3 separate regions of the Mus musculus genome follow, and regions 2 and 3 are each linked to region 1. Evidence: chromatin contacts called from public HiChIP or PLAC-seq and promoter capture Hi-C data. All regions are on one chromosome and are shown on one strand. Each heading gives the region's core, a stretch centred on a gene start, on an enhancer-like site or on the middle of the called end of the contact. The rest is flanking DNA. Distances are from core to core; before and after follow the strand shown.

What was found. Promoter capture Hi-C pulls out the DNA fragments that hold promoters and counts their contacts. HiChIP or PLAC-seq counts read pairs in DNA pulled down with a chosen protein or histone mark.
Region 2: a promoter capture Hi-C map of pre-B cells shows a contact between it and region 1, with 2.9 times the contacts expected there. The contact joins the promoter of Duoxa1 here to the enhancer-like site in region 1. A contact is called at or near these places in 8 of 39 promoter capture datasets (the 3T3-L1 cell line, the HPC-7 cell line, cranial neural crest and 4 more), 1 of 484 Hi-C or Micro-C datasets (the N1E-115 cell line), 5 of 115 datasets of contacts at active chromatin or transcription factors (DN3 thymocytes, T-cell acute lymphoblastic leukemia, embryonic stem cells and 1 more) and 4 of 9 other capture datasets (adipose tissue, embryonic stem cells, liver and 1 more).
Region 3: a CTCF HiChIP or PLAC-seq map of CD8 T cells shows a contact between it and region 1, with 6 read pairs. The contact joins the promoter of Trim69 here to the enhancer-like site in region 1. A contact is called at or near these places in 1 of 39 promoter capture datasets (cranial neural crest), 2 of 15 datasets of contacts at CTCF or cohesin (CD8 T cells and the NIH/3T3 cell line), 9 of 115 datasets of contacts at active chromatin or transcription factors (the 230-238 cell line, CD8 T cells, T-cell acute lymphoblastic leukemia and 5 more) and 1 of 9 other capture datasets (liver).

The regions. Positions count from the first base shown.
Region 1 is chr2:122,664,232-122,667,923 of GRCm38.p6, forward strand. No RefSeq gene overlaps it. Among named protein-coding and RNA genes, the nearest start is that of Mir147, 25 kb to the left of the region's middle. Within about 2 kb of position 2,235, at least 109 of the 459 cell types and tissues checked have an H3K27ac peak or open chromatin away from gene starts, as enhancers often do. A contact at or near this core is called in CD8 T cells, DN3 thymocytes, the N1E-115 cell line and 6 more, where this site is marked.
Region 2 is chr2:122,311,280-122,314,994 of GRCm38.p6, forward strand. Duoxa1 (dual oxidase maturation factor 1) reads right to left here and starts at 2,451. Exons shown (of 10, transcript NM_001305262.1): 1 at 2,391-2,451; 2 at 2,120-2,165; 3 at 1,653-1,769. It also overlaps a transcript of Duox1 not described here.
Region 3 is chr2:122,158,532-122,162,683 of GRCm38.p6, forward strand. Trim69 (tripartite motif-containing 69) reads left to right here and starts at 2,177. Exons shown (of 7, transcript NM_080510.3): 1 at 2,177-2,365. The coding sequence starts at 2,360. The region is part of intron 2 of Patl2 (protein associated with topoisomerase II homolog 2 (yeast)); the gene reads right to left.

The sequences.
Region 1 (3,692 bases), core at 985-3,484:
TAGTGCCAGGTCTACCTGGCCATTGTCAGGTAACTGTGGGGAGAAGCATGCCTGGCTATTACCAGGTAACTGTGGGAGTGGAGTCCAGACAGATACCAACACAAGGGACAGGGCAACTGAATGGGGGAAAGCCTACGAGGCCTCAATCCTACTGATAACTGAGGAAAGCAGAGAGCAGGAGAGGTGGTCCTCCTGGAGAAGGGTACACCAGCTGGTTGTCCAGCCAGTCAGTCAGCCCTGAAAGCATACATACGATTAGAATTATATAGATTCAACAACAGGATATATGTGTGTGTGTATACATATATATGTGTGCGTATACATATATATATATATATATATATATATACATGTGTGTGTGTGTGTATATATATATATACATGTGTGTGTGTATACACACACAAATGCATATATGCATGCAGTAAAAATGAAAAGAGAGGCCATGAGTTTGAAGATAGTCAGAAGTGGTATATGGGAGGGTTTGGAAGCTGAAATGTAACTAAATTACAACTTCGAAAATAAAAAATAAAAATAAGAAAGTTAGCCGGGCATGGTGACGCACACCTTTAATCCCAGCACTTGGGAGGCAGAGGCAGGCAGATTTCTGAGTTCAAGGCCAGCCTGGTCTACAGAGTGAGTTTCAGGACAGCCAAGGCTACACAGAGAAACCCTGTCTCAAAAAAAAAAAAAAAGAAAGAAAAAGAAAAAGAAAAAGAAAGAAAGAAAGAAAGAAAGAAAGAAAGAAAGAAAGAAAGAAAGAAAGAAAGAAAGAAAGTTATGTGAGGATTATTATTTTCCAAGTTGGCTTTCCAGCATGGTCTGTAGGACTGTGTTCACATTCCCGCCACTGTCCTGACCTTGAAACACTGCCACAATTTATTGATTCTCTATGTCACCTTGATTCCTAGAGTGCCAGAGCCAAGCCCTGGGCACCCATACATTCGTCACACCTAGCTCAGGGTGGGGACCTGTCAACTGTTTAGTAAGTGTTCAGTTGGTGAAGTCCTGACTGAAAGTTGAAAATAGAAATTTATTTTCAAAAGAGTGGGAGGTCTTTCAGCATCTAGTAAATGCAGTGTCATGGGTACCTCTCAAGACTATTTGGTAGTAGTGTTTAGAGGCCTGGGCGCCTTCTGGAGGGAGGAGGGGCAGGAGTGAGTGCCAGGGGCAATCAGCCTAGTGTGTGACTTGGAAGAAAAGAAGCCTCACAGTGAAGGTTACTCAGAGAAACTTAAGGAGGGACCAAGAAGGGAGTGGCCCCGGGAGGGCTTCCTGTGCTGCCCAGAGCACCCAGAGCATCCTGCCACTGTCCCTAACACCCTTCACTGTTACCCAACTAACCCTATTAACAGGAATTAGGGTGGCAGCAGCAGGGGCCACGGGTATTCTCGCCTTGTGATTACTCAGGTCTGGCTCATTTGTGTCACAAGAATGCAAAGGTCTGTGACTGCCTCTCCTCAGTGTTCATAAGGCTAGCTGCCCACAGGCTAGTTTCATTTCTTGAAGTTGACCTCCTTTCATCCTATTGCCTCTGGATTTCTTTCCTTTCGTTTCCAACAAGTAGTGAGTAAGCTCTTTCTGGCTGTGCCCCGGGTAGGGGTGGGTATGATCCTGGACATGCCCCTCCCCTCCACTTACTCCCTGCTTTCCTCTGACTGCTGAAGGTCCAGGGATGGTGGCAGCAGTGGTTGGATGACCCAGGGACACTGGCCTCCCAGTATCATGGGTTCTGGAAGCCACTGGCTAGGTGCAGTGGCCTTCTGGAAAATGTGAAAGAAAGGCACTGGGGCAGAAAGTCATGCTTTCTCTAAAGGGTTTGCTGATCCCTGCAGAGCATATACCCTCTGCCTGGGGCACAATGAGAGAAACCACCATGATGTCATAGAAGGCAGAATTGGGAAGAGATGCTCAGGTTACATCATTTCACACTGGGTGTGAACCCCCTGTGTAAATCCCCCGGGGGCGTCTGGCACTGACAGAATGATGCAATCACCGAGAAGTGAGGATTTTAAGTATTTCTTTTTTCGAAATATAACTGATCTTCTTATACACTTTTATAACCTATGATGTGGATCCATCATGGTTTAACAGCTGTTCTGCAACACTGCAAATTAGCCATTAGCCTTTGTGAGCTGTAAAAACTTCTTTAGCTAGCTAGCCGCCAGCTCTACCTGAGCTGAGCAGTGAGAGACTGCAAGTCCCAAACTCTAGAGGGCGCCACCTTCACGGCTTTGTCTCTTCTTTCAGCCGGTGGACAGCCTCAGCTGAGGCTGCAGGTGATTGTCAACAGACCTAAGATTCCTCATAGTGCCAGGCACAAGGAACGAGCTTGTCCCTGGCTCCCTAGCCCCAGCAGATATGCCATTTCCTGGCTTGTGCCTGTGGGTCCTGGCCCAGCCTCCTGGATGTCTACCCTGGTGGCCCAGAGCCAGGAAGTCCTCATGACACAAAATCCTTCCCCTAGGAGGTGTGAAACTCTGAGGGCTAGAATTACCACATCTCTAAGATCTATGCTTGCTTAAACGATCCCCATGAAGTAAGGGAGGGCGGGCCACATTTCTCTGGTGTCTTCCCTCTGCATCTGCTTCTCCGTGGCTGCAAGGGTGCCAGGCTTGGTCTGCATGAGTGTGGCTCTGTCTGGAGCCATTTCTAATTGTGGAGGGGGAAAGGCAGAGTAGAACTCAGTCACCAAGTTCTAAGACTACGGAGGTGGTGACTCAAACAGAGAAAAGACCCAGACAATGACTTGAATCCATGGCTTCATGTTCCCATGTGTCTACTCATGAAACATGTATTCACTTCCAAAGGTGAGGGTCCTGTCCAGGGCTTGGGAAGCCTGGAGAAAGGGTTCAGGCTCCACACATTCTCTAGGTCCACAACTGCAGATGCCTCTCTTCCTTCTCAAGCACAGCTCTCTCCATGTTCCTTCTCGGAAGAGCCTTCTGGTCTGGCAAGGCTTTCTCTGGGGTCTCCTTTGAGTACAAAGTGTTATGTTCCCATGCTTAAGAAGTCTAGGACATTGTGATTTGGTCATTGACTTGGGTAGCTTGTGACAGTGCCCGAGAGGAAAGGATGAAGGGCTTGTCCACGCCTGAGTGTGGGCAGCTGAAGCCAAGAGCCTCCAAGCTGAGTGCTGGGCAGAGAGAGTCATTGTACCGAAGAAGGCAAACTCTCTCTGCAATACCCTGCTTTTTGCTAGGTTTCCAAGGCCCATCAAGTCGGTTGTCAGCAAGAAAACAGAGCGACTAAAAACTGAACCGAGGAATATGGGATGGGACCGGATGGGGAGGAGGTAGAAAACAGCACATAGCCTTGGTGCCAAGCCCTGGCACTACTCTCTTCTCATATTGAGCACCAGCCTTTTGTAAACAGTGAAACGGGCTCCCTGGGTGACACCTCAGAGGCTGTTTCTCTGGATGCCTCTTTAGGACATCCTCATCTGAGCACCTCGCCTTTTGGTGAAGACTTCTCTATACCTGTATTGAAGGGGGCAATTCTTCTTCCAAAGAGAATTCTTCTCCTCTCATCTGAAGCTTTAGTTGGAGCCATTTGCACTCTATTTATCATGGTTGAAATTTTTTTTTGAGAATTAACATGTAATATAGTCAATAAATATAACATCATCACTGTTGGGTCAATAGAATTGTGTCGTCCTTGTTGTCTCCCCAAAGGTCTCAGCTTGATGAATTAAA
Region 2 (3,715 bases), core at 1,201-3,700, 350 kb before region 1:
TATACTATTATATATTATATGTGAATTCCAACAATGGATATTTGCAGCATAAGCAGATATTAACTAACTTAAGGCATCTTGGTCAGGATCACGTATTCTTAGTATTCCTGTGCTTATTTTAATGAGAGGTTATAAAAGTTTTGTGAGCATGGCTCATCTCTATTAACATGATGCGTCAAAGAAACACTAACAAAAGGCTTTTCTGTATCTCAAGTACAGAATGGACATTGTTAACTTATTTGCAATTCTCCCAAATATTAAGGATGATTAGAGCAAGTGATGGTTGCTGAATCCGATTTGCCTTGCTTGGTCCCTTGCTCTCTTGCTCTCTTCCACTCTCCCATTTCACTTTTCACTACTTAGCTATTCCTTACTCTATGCTGCCTGGCTTGGTAAAGCTGAATTTCTGGGCTGATCCTAATTTGGTTTCATTATTATGCTAACAGGGCTTCATCAACAGAGCTCTGCTTTGCCAACAAAGCCTGTATTTCTCTTGGGACCGTCTTCCTCTCTCAGGCTTGACAAGTGAAGCCTAACTGTAGAATTGGTTCAAATAGCACAATCTCACATCAATATTAATTTTATCCCTTGGTCCCTTAGCTCACCACCATGACTGGGATACACATGCATTTTATACTGATGAACATAAGCAGCCATTGGACAATCAAACCCACACCTACAACTTTAAAAGCACAGTCACGAGAAAGGAGCACCCACTCTTTGTAGTGCCCAGTAACACGGACACCTAGAGGTTTTCATTGGGGCTCCTGCTATGAGTTGGGCACTTTCTCACTGAGGCTGGCCAATTCCTTCACTTTGGGGTTCTATTTTCTCACTTGGCTGGGGGGGGGCAGCCTTTAAGTACTTTCCCCCGTGTTTAGAAGTATTTTAGATTTAGTTACCTAGCCCTTACCTATCACAAGACGAAATGAATTTCCAGTGTTTATAGGACCAGAGGGTAGAGATAGAGTTAACAGTCTTGAAGAAGATCGGATCTGGAACCTCTCTCGAAGCTTGACAAGATTTTTTTTCCTAAAGCCTTCCTCTGCCCCCGCCCCCATCTACAGAACCTGCAAAGTAAGGACTGCTCGCTTTCTATAAGGGTAGTTTAGGTGACAGTCTAATATTGTCAAGCACTCTGATAGGTGAGACACGGCTACCGAAATATGATAGTTTATTTCTCTGATTGAAGTAAAGCCCATTAAAGGTTTACAGCCTTGCCTGGCTAAAGGAAGTCTTTTTCAGGACCGCCTAACCTAATCCTCCTTCCTAAGGAAGTTAGAGGTGTGTGTGTGCTGGGGGTGGGGGGAAAGCGGGGGTGTGAATTGGGGGAGAAGAGGTTGGGCGTGTGTGTGGGGGGGGGGCGGGTAGTGATGGGTGGTGGAGGATAGGGAACTGAGCAATCCAATCTACCCAGACTCCAGTTAAGAGAAATAAAGATTCAGTATTGACAAATCTTGTGACTCTCATAACCTTAAGGAGTTCGCCGTGCTTAAATTTTTTTTTTTTTCAAACTTTTCCTTCACAAATCCCCCCTTGATCTGAATTGGTCTGTGTAGACTCAAGAAGTGCGCCCCTGGAGGTCGGTACCGGAACAGCACTTCAAGGTCTGATCTCATACCTCTGAGCCCACCCGATCCATGGTTCCCTACCTTCCTCTCTTTCAGATACTGTGCGCATGGCACCTGGCGCTGCTCGTCTTTGGGCACTCACTCACAACGCTCCTGGTCGTGGGGATAGGGCAGGAACCGGGTCCAGACGTGGACGTCCTGTCGCCAAAACCATGCACTTTGTTCAGGCAGAATCCCTTCCAATTCCCCATTCTTCTAAGTCAATTGCGGACCAGGTTGTGACTCCCATAAACCCAGCCTGGTGTCTTCTCCGCCTTCCATTTCAAGTCATTGTCAACTTTCTCGTACTTGGCACTCCGCCCTCGAACCGAACCAGGGACAGACTGGCGTGCTAGGACAGCGCCCCAGCACTGTGCCCTCTGCACCCAACCCCTAAGATCCCCGATTCCTACCCATGCCAGCACCTCGGGCAGCTGTAACACAAACGAGGCTCACAGGACGGTGAGACCTGGGAGGTTCCACCAGGAAACCTGGTTATCTAGACTTACAGGTTTTGGGGACAGATGGATACCTTGCTTTGGCGACAGGTCTGATCTGTAGGTTAATGTTGGGAGATTTTGTTTTAGAGCCCTGGCCCCCGACTGTGTGGGGAGAATTTGGGAACAGCTCTCCTGCCCCACACCCTGTTTATCTTCCACCCTCTTCCTCAGCCCCCAAGAGTTGGAACTTGGGGAGAGAGACTTGCCCTTCCCGCCTCCCAAACGGCCAACGTGCCTGAACCCTCGGCACCCAGGAGCCCTGCATCCTACAAGGTCTCACCTTTCATGCTCCGGTCCCCTTTCACGCGGGTCCCCGCGCTAGCTTCTATTCCGCCCTACTGTGCCCCGCCCCAGAGCTGGGACGCGCTGTCCGCTCTTCACCCCCAGCCCCGCCCGCCCCGACTCAGAGCTGGAGAAGCTGCCAGAACGGAGGAGCGGGCTACAGCGAACCCGGAGTCATCCAGGAGCCTATCCGCAGTCCCAGGCTGGGGCGACCAGAAGCTAAGGTCAGATCCTTGAACATTTCTCCTGGCCCACGAAAGTGGGTGCTCCGAGAGAGAGGGCTCTAGGGGTGGGGACAGCGGAGGAAAGGGGTACCGGTGGTCCTCCTTTTCTGCGGAACAGGAATTGTAGCCTCGTGTGCCTCCAATCTTTCCCCGAGGCTAAAAGGAACCTTGCTAAGGCCTGAGCTCAGCACACTGACTTTGAAAAACTAGGGTCATCTGGTCCTGATAATGTTGAATGACCTAGTTTGTTTGGGCCTAGAGGGTTTCTTGGCACCATCACATTATGCCAAGGAGAGACTTTGTTGGTTCTTCAGTATACAGTTACTCCCTGGGTCTTCAGGATGGAATCTCTGTGGCTTTAACTCATTTCGCTCTCCTTCCCACCTCGGGGCCAACAGAGTCATGATTCTAAGACTCTGATTTGGAAAAATGGCCATGTGGACAAGAACCAGACAGGCGTGTACTCTCCCAGATCTGCCGCTGCCTGGGGCCTCATTGCCCTGGAGTTGTGCCTTCATTTCCAGATTGTTTGGGAAGTTACCACACCCAAGTGGCTGTGTAAACTGTTAAGGGTTACCTACCCACAGAGACGTTATTAGCATGGCTACTCTCTTTTCTAATTTGTCCCCAACAATTTGGCCTGAAAGCCTACAGGTTGTTAGGGATGGATCTACATTTGGAGTCCAGGCTCCTGAAGACTTGACTGGAAGGGGAAGGAGGTCAAACTGTTTGGATTAGGGGAACTCAACTATGGCCTGCCACTCTACCATACCCAACACACCACCTTCAGATCTCCAGTGCCCGGCTCCTCAATTATTACCAAAGGCCACACTCCAAAGAACCTCTAGATAGATGGAATAATGAGTTGGGGGCTGGGCAGGGTCTGGGATTTTGCACTTGTTTAGTAGGAGATTTGGGGAGTTGTGAGTCACCTGTGGGTTCTCACCTTCAACTAGATAGCACATTTAGAAGCCCAGGCTGAAGATGGGGCTTTATCTGAGCATGTGACTTTCAGCACCCCGCCTCCAATCTTCAGGTTGTCTTTAGGATGTCTTCAGGATGACATTTTGTCAGAGGAGTCCTGGCATGAGTTGCCTGC
Region 3 (4,152 bases), core at 927-3,426, 510 kb before region 1:
TTATGTAAATCAGCTGGGGACTGACCAACAGCTGTGAGATGCAGGGGGCTTTACACTGGCTTTAAACTTTGGTGCAAATCTCTTACTGAAGCCAAAACCATAGTAAATACAAGAACGCATTTATATTCTGGCAGTCCCAGGGATGAATTCCAGACAAGCCTGAGAGTTCCTGCGTCTAAAGAAAAATGCTAACTCTTGGCACGGCCTGGGATGTGTAACAGAGAGCTCTGGGAGAGTCACGTGTCTGGCTTTATCTGTGAGCATCTTCAGCTTGGAGAAGTTGACTTAACTCACAAGAGTCCAGTAAGTCACACATTACCTGGTTATCCTGAGGGTCCAGTTTGCATGGGAAGGCACTTGAGAGTCACATGGATGATAACCCTCAAACTACAGAAGACATTCCTCGGGAATGCACTGGAGAGCGACAGCCTTCCTCCCCTCCTAGTTTTCAGTAGATGAACAGTTCTTGTGGCTTACATCCCTTTCTTTTGCGGCATGTAAAAGCCATGATCCCCAGATCTGGCTCCACCTGTCTCAACGACCCTGCCCAGGGAAGACAGAGAGGCTGAGGCTGGCAGTGCGGTGTTACCATGCTCCTGCCTATCCTGCCAGGAGACTGCTTTTTGTGAATGAACCACTCTCTTCTCTCTCTCTCTCTTTTCCCTAACAAGCCAGAATAGCAGCTGTTGTTCAGTGGTCCACTGGAGAGAAGCTGGGGCAGGCCGGTGATTAGGGAGCTTGTCTACAAGGCACTCCGCTCAACCTTAGCACCAAACACAGAAACAAAACATGCATGCAGGGCATTTATTCCCAGCACTTGGGAGGCAGAGGTAGGTGAAATCTCTGTGAGTTTGAAGCCAGCTTAGTCTACATAGTGAGTTCTAGGACAGCCAGAATGTAGGCTATGTAGAGAAACTCTGTCTTGAAAACCAAAATCCAAAACAAATACAAAATAACAACAAAACCCACCCAAACCAATCAACCAAACAACAAACACAAACAACGACAATAACCCTGAAATCTAAGAAAACAAGCAGACAGAAGGAGGGTGTGCAGATCATTCACAGGGCCCCTCGAACTCTCTCACTAAGCCAGTGTTTACTACAGAGTGATAGCATGGAAGGCCTGGGGGCTAAGAAGACAGTTCTTTCTCACAAGAAGCTTGCGGTTTCTTGGGAAAGAGATCTGAAGACAAATCGGTTTAATGAAAGGAAGAATGTAGTATACCCAGAGCAGTGATAGAAACATCTGCCAGGTGCTGCTGCTGCACACAGCCTGCTCTGACTTCTCAGCAACTCTCTTGGCAGGAGGGGCAGCCTGTGCAAAGCCAGAGAAGCAAGGCATTTGTGGGCAGTCTCTAACTCTGGCATGCTGTTGTCCATGCTAAGGCTGGATAGCAGGCAGACACTAACCACTCAAGGCAATATACTGAGTTAGAATTACTGTAAGCAAAACATCAAACCCGCGGGCTCCCAGACTTGAGCATGGTCTAGGGACGAGCGTCTAAGCTAAAAGTGCTTACTTAGACTTTTAGAGAAAGCTGTGTGAACAGCATCTTTCCCTGCTGCCTTAGGGTCCAGCTCCAGACCCTGCTACTTGATCAGGTCTGCTTCAGGAGATGCCAAGAAGACAGGGAGAGCCAAACAGCTACCCCTGAAAGGCTCTGTGTCTGGAGGTGACGGGTCCAGCTAGGATAAAGAGAAGCCGCTCCAGTCAGGGGTACAGCTGATGCTGCTGTTTGTTCTCTCTTCCCTCGAGCAGCCTCATTCCCAAGTGAGATCTGAAAACCTTAAAATTACATTACCAGGGCTGGAGAGATGGCTCAGCCATTAAGAGTATTTATGGTGCTTACAGAGGACCAGAGTTTGGCTCCCAGTACTCACATCAGGTAGTTCACAACTACTTGTAACTCCAGCTCCAGGGAATTTGATCCACCTCTCTGGCCTCTGTGGGCACCTCCATACATGACACACACTCGAGCACAAACATACTCACACATAACTCAAGATTAAACATTTAAAAATTAGATTACCACCTGAAGTTTAAAAGAATCCCATCCCAAATAAAATAATAAAAGGGGTTGGCAGGTCATTCCAATCCAATCAGAGTTTGTCTATCTCAGACGCGAATATCATCAAAGCAACTGACAAACTGTCACGGAACCTGCTGGATCTCTAGCTTTGGCCTTGTCTGTCTTCTTCAGCTCCTGAACTCTCTTCTCCCTCCTCCTCTCATGGGCTCTGAGTCCATTCCTAGCATACTAACAGGCCCAGAACTCTTGGTCTGCAGCCATCCTGGGCTCACTGAGCAAAGCCAAGTTGCCTGACTCTGCCCCCTGGTGGCCTAATGACCAAGTTTCATGGAGGTAAGTTATTCTCTAACCACTCAGCGGGTTTTCTACACACAGGGTAGGAAACAGGGTATTGATTGTGGATCAAGAAGGGAAATCAAAGAAATATTTAACATGTAGCCTTTACCTTCTAAACTCTAGGCCTTTGGATAAACAGAAATTAGAGATGTGGGTAAGAAAGTAAGGAGGTCCACCATAACTTTTTGATAATTAAGACAAACATTATACAAAAGTTAACCTCTTTATCAATATAACTACTATCTTTAGATGAAGAATTATTAGTTATAACATTTTTTCATACTATAGGTCTTGGTATGTTATATTTACAACAGAGGTGCAGTTAAACATTTTTAGAAATCACATTTGTGTATTTTGTGTAGATATGTGGGCGTGCATACCAGAGCACATGTGTGGAAGTCAGAGGAAAATCTGCAGGATTAGGTTCACTCTTTCCACCATGTGGATCTCAGGGACTGAGTTTGGGTCGTCGGGCTTGGGAGCAAGCATCTTTTCCTGCTGAGCCATCTCACCAGCCCAGTTAAACGTCTTAAATTAACACCTTAAAACTAAAGTAAAGGAAGTTAGTATTCTAAACTTTAGTGTTGACAGACAAAAGAAAACATCGATTTACTTTAAGGAAGCCGGGTTTCCACGGAAACCCATCAAGGAATCTCAGTACATGGATCCGGATGCCGAGTGGGTCAGAACCCAGAGGTACAGATTTAGGATTTACTTCTGTGAGGCTGAACACGAAGTCAGGAAATTACTCACTTGTTAAAAGAGAGCAGAGCTAGAAGAAAGCCAGAGAAGATACTAAGAATAGAAAGGGGGATGGAAATTACTCATGGGGAAAGAACCAGGGTAGTAGTGCACTCGGGGCCAAAGGAGAGGGTTTCAGGTTTCAAGAGGGTGGAGACCAAGAGTATTCTTAAAGAGCAGAGATTCAGACAAGCTACTTCCAACACATTCCTTAAGCCCCTACCACAGCCAAGTAATGTGCTGGCCATAAGAGCTCAGGAAGAGACAGAGGACAGTGGCATAGTTAATGTAATGCAACAGCTTTCCTCGTTGGTTTTTTCTGTAATTGTTTGTTTTGTTTTAAGTCAGGGTTTTGCTGTGTAGCCCTGGCTGTCCCGGAATTCCATCTGTAGACCAGGCTGGCCTTGAACTCACAGAGATCTGCCTGCCTCTGCCTCCTGAGTGCTTGGATTAAAGGTGTGCGCCACCACCACTAGGCTATAAATGTTTTTTAGAGTGTGGGTGTGTGTGAGAGTGTCCAAGGAGGACAGAAGACTTTGATCCATTGGAGCTGGAATTACAGAGATTTATGAGTTCTGGGATCTGAATTCTAGTCCTCTAAGGACTTAAATGCTCTTAACAATGGAGCAGTCTTTCTAGCCCTTTCCTTTGTAATTCTTATCTCTATTAATGAACTGATTCTACCTGCCACCTCTCCATTTCTTTTGCTTTTTGTTTAAAATGTATATGCCAGATCCTGCCTTTGTCTGTCCTTCCTTCTTCCTTTTCTTCCTTTCCTTCCTTCCTTCCTTCCTTCCTTCCTTCCTTCCTTCCTTCCTTCCTTCCTTCCTTCCTTCCTTCCTTCCAACAGGGTCTCTCTCAGCTCTTGTTGTCTTGGAATTCGATATGTAGACTCAGACTGGCCTCAAATTCACCATGTTTCTTTAATGACTTCTGGGCCATGTTTTTTGTGTTCTACAATGTATCTCACGGTGTTTTTCAGCAGTTGTTTCTATTCTTTGTTTTCAGATTCATGAGAGAGTCTGGTTTGCATAGTCATCTTT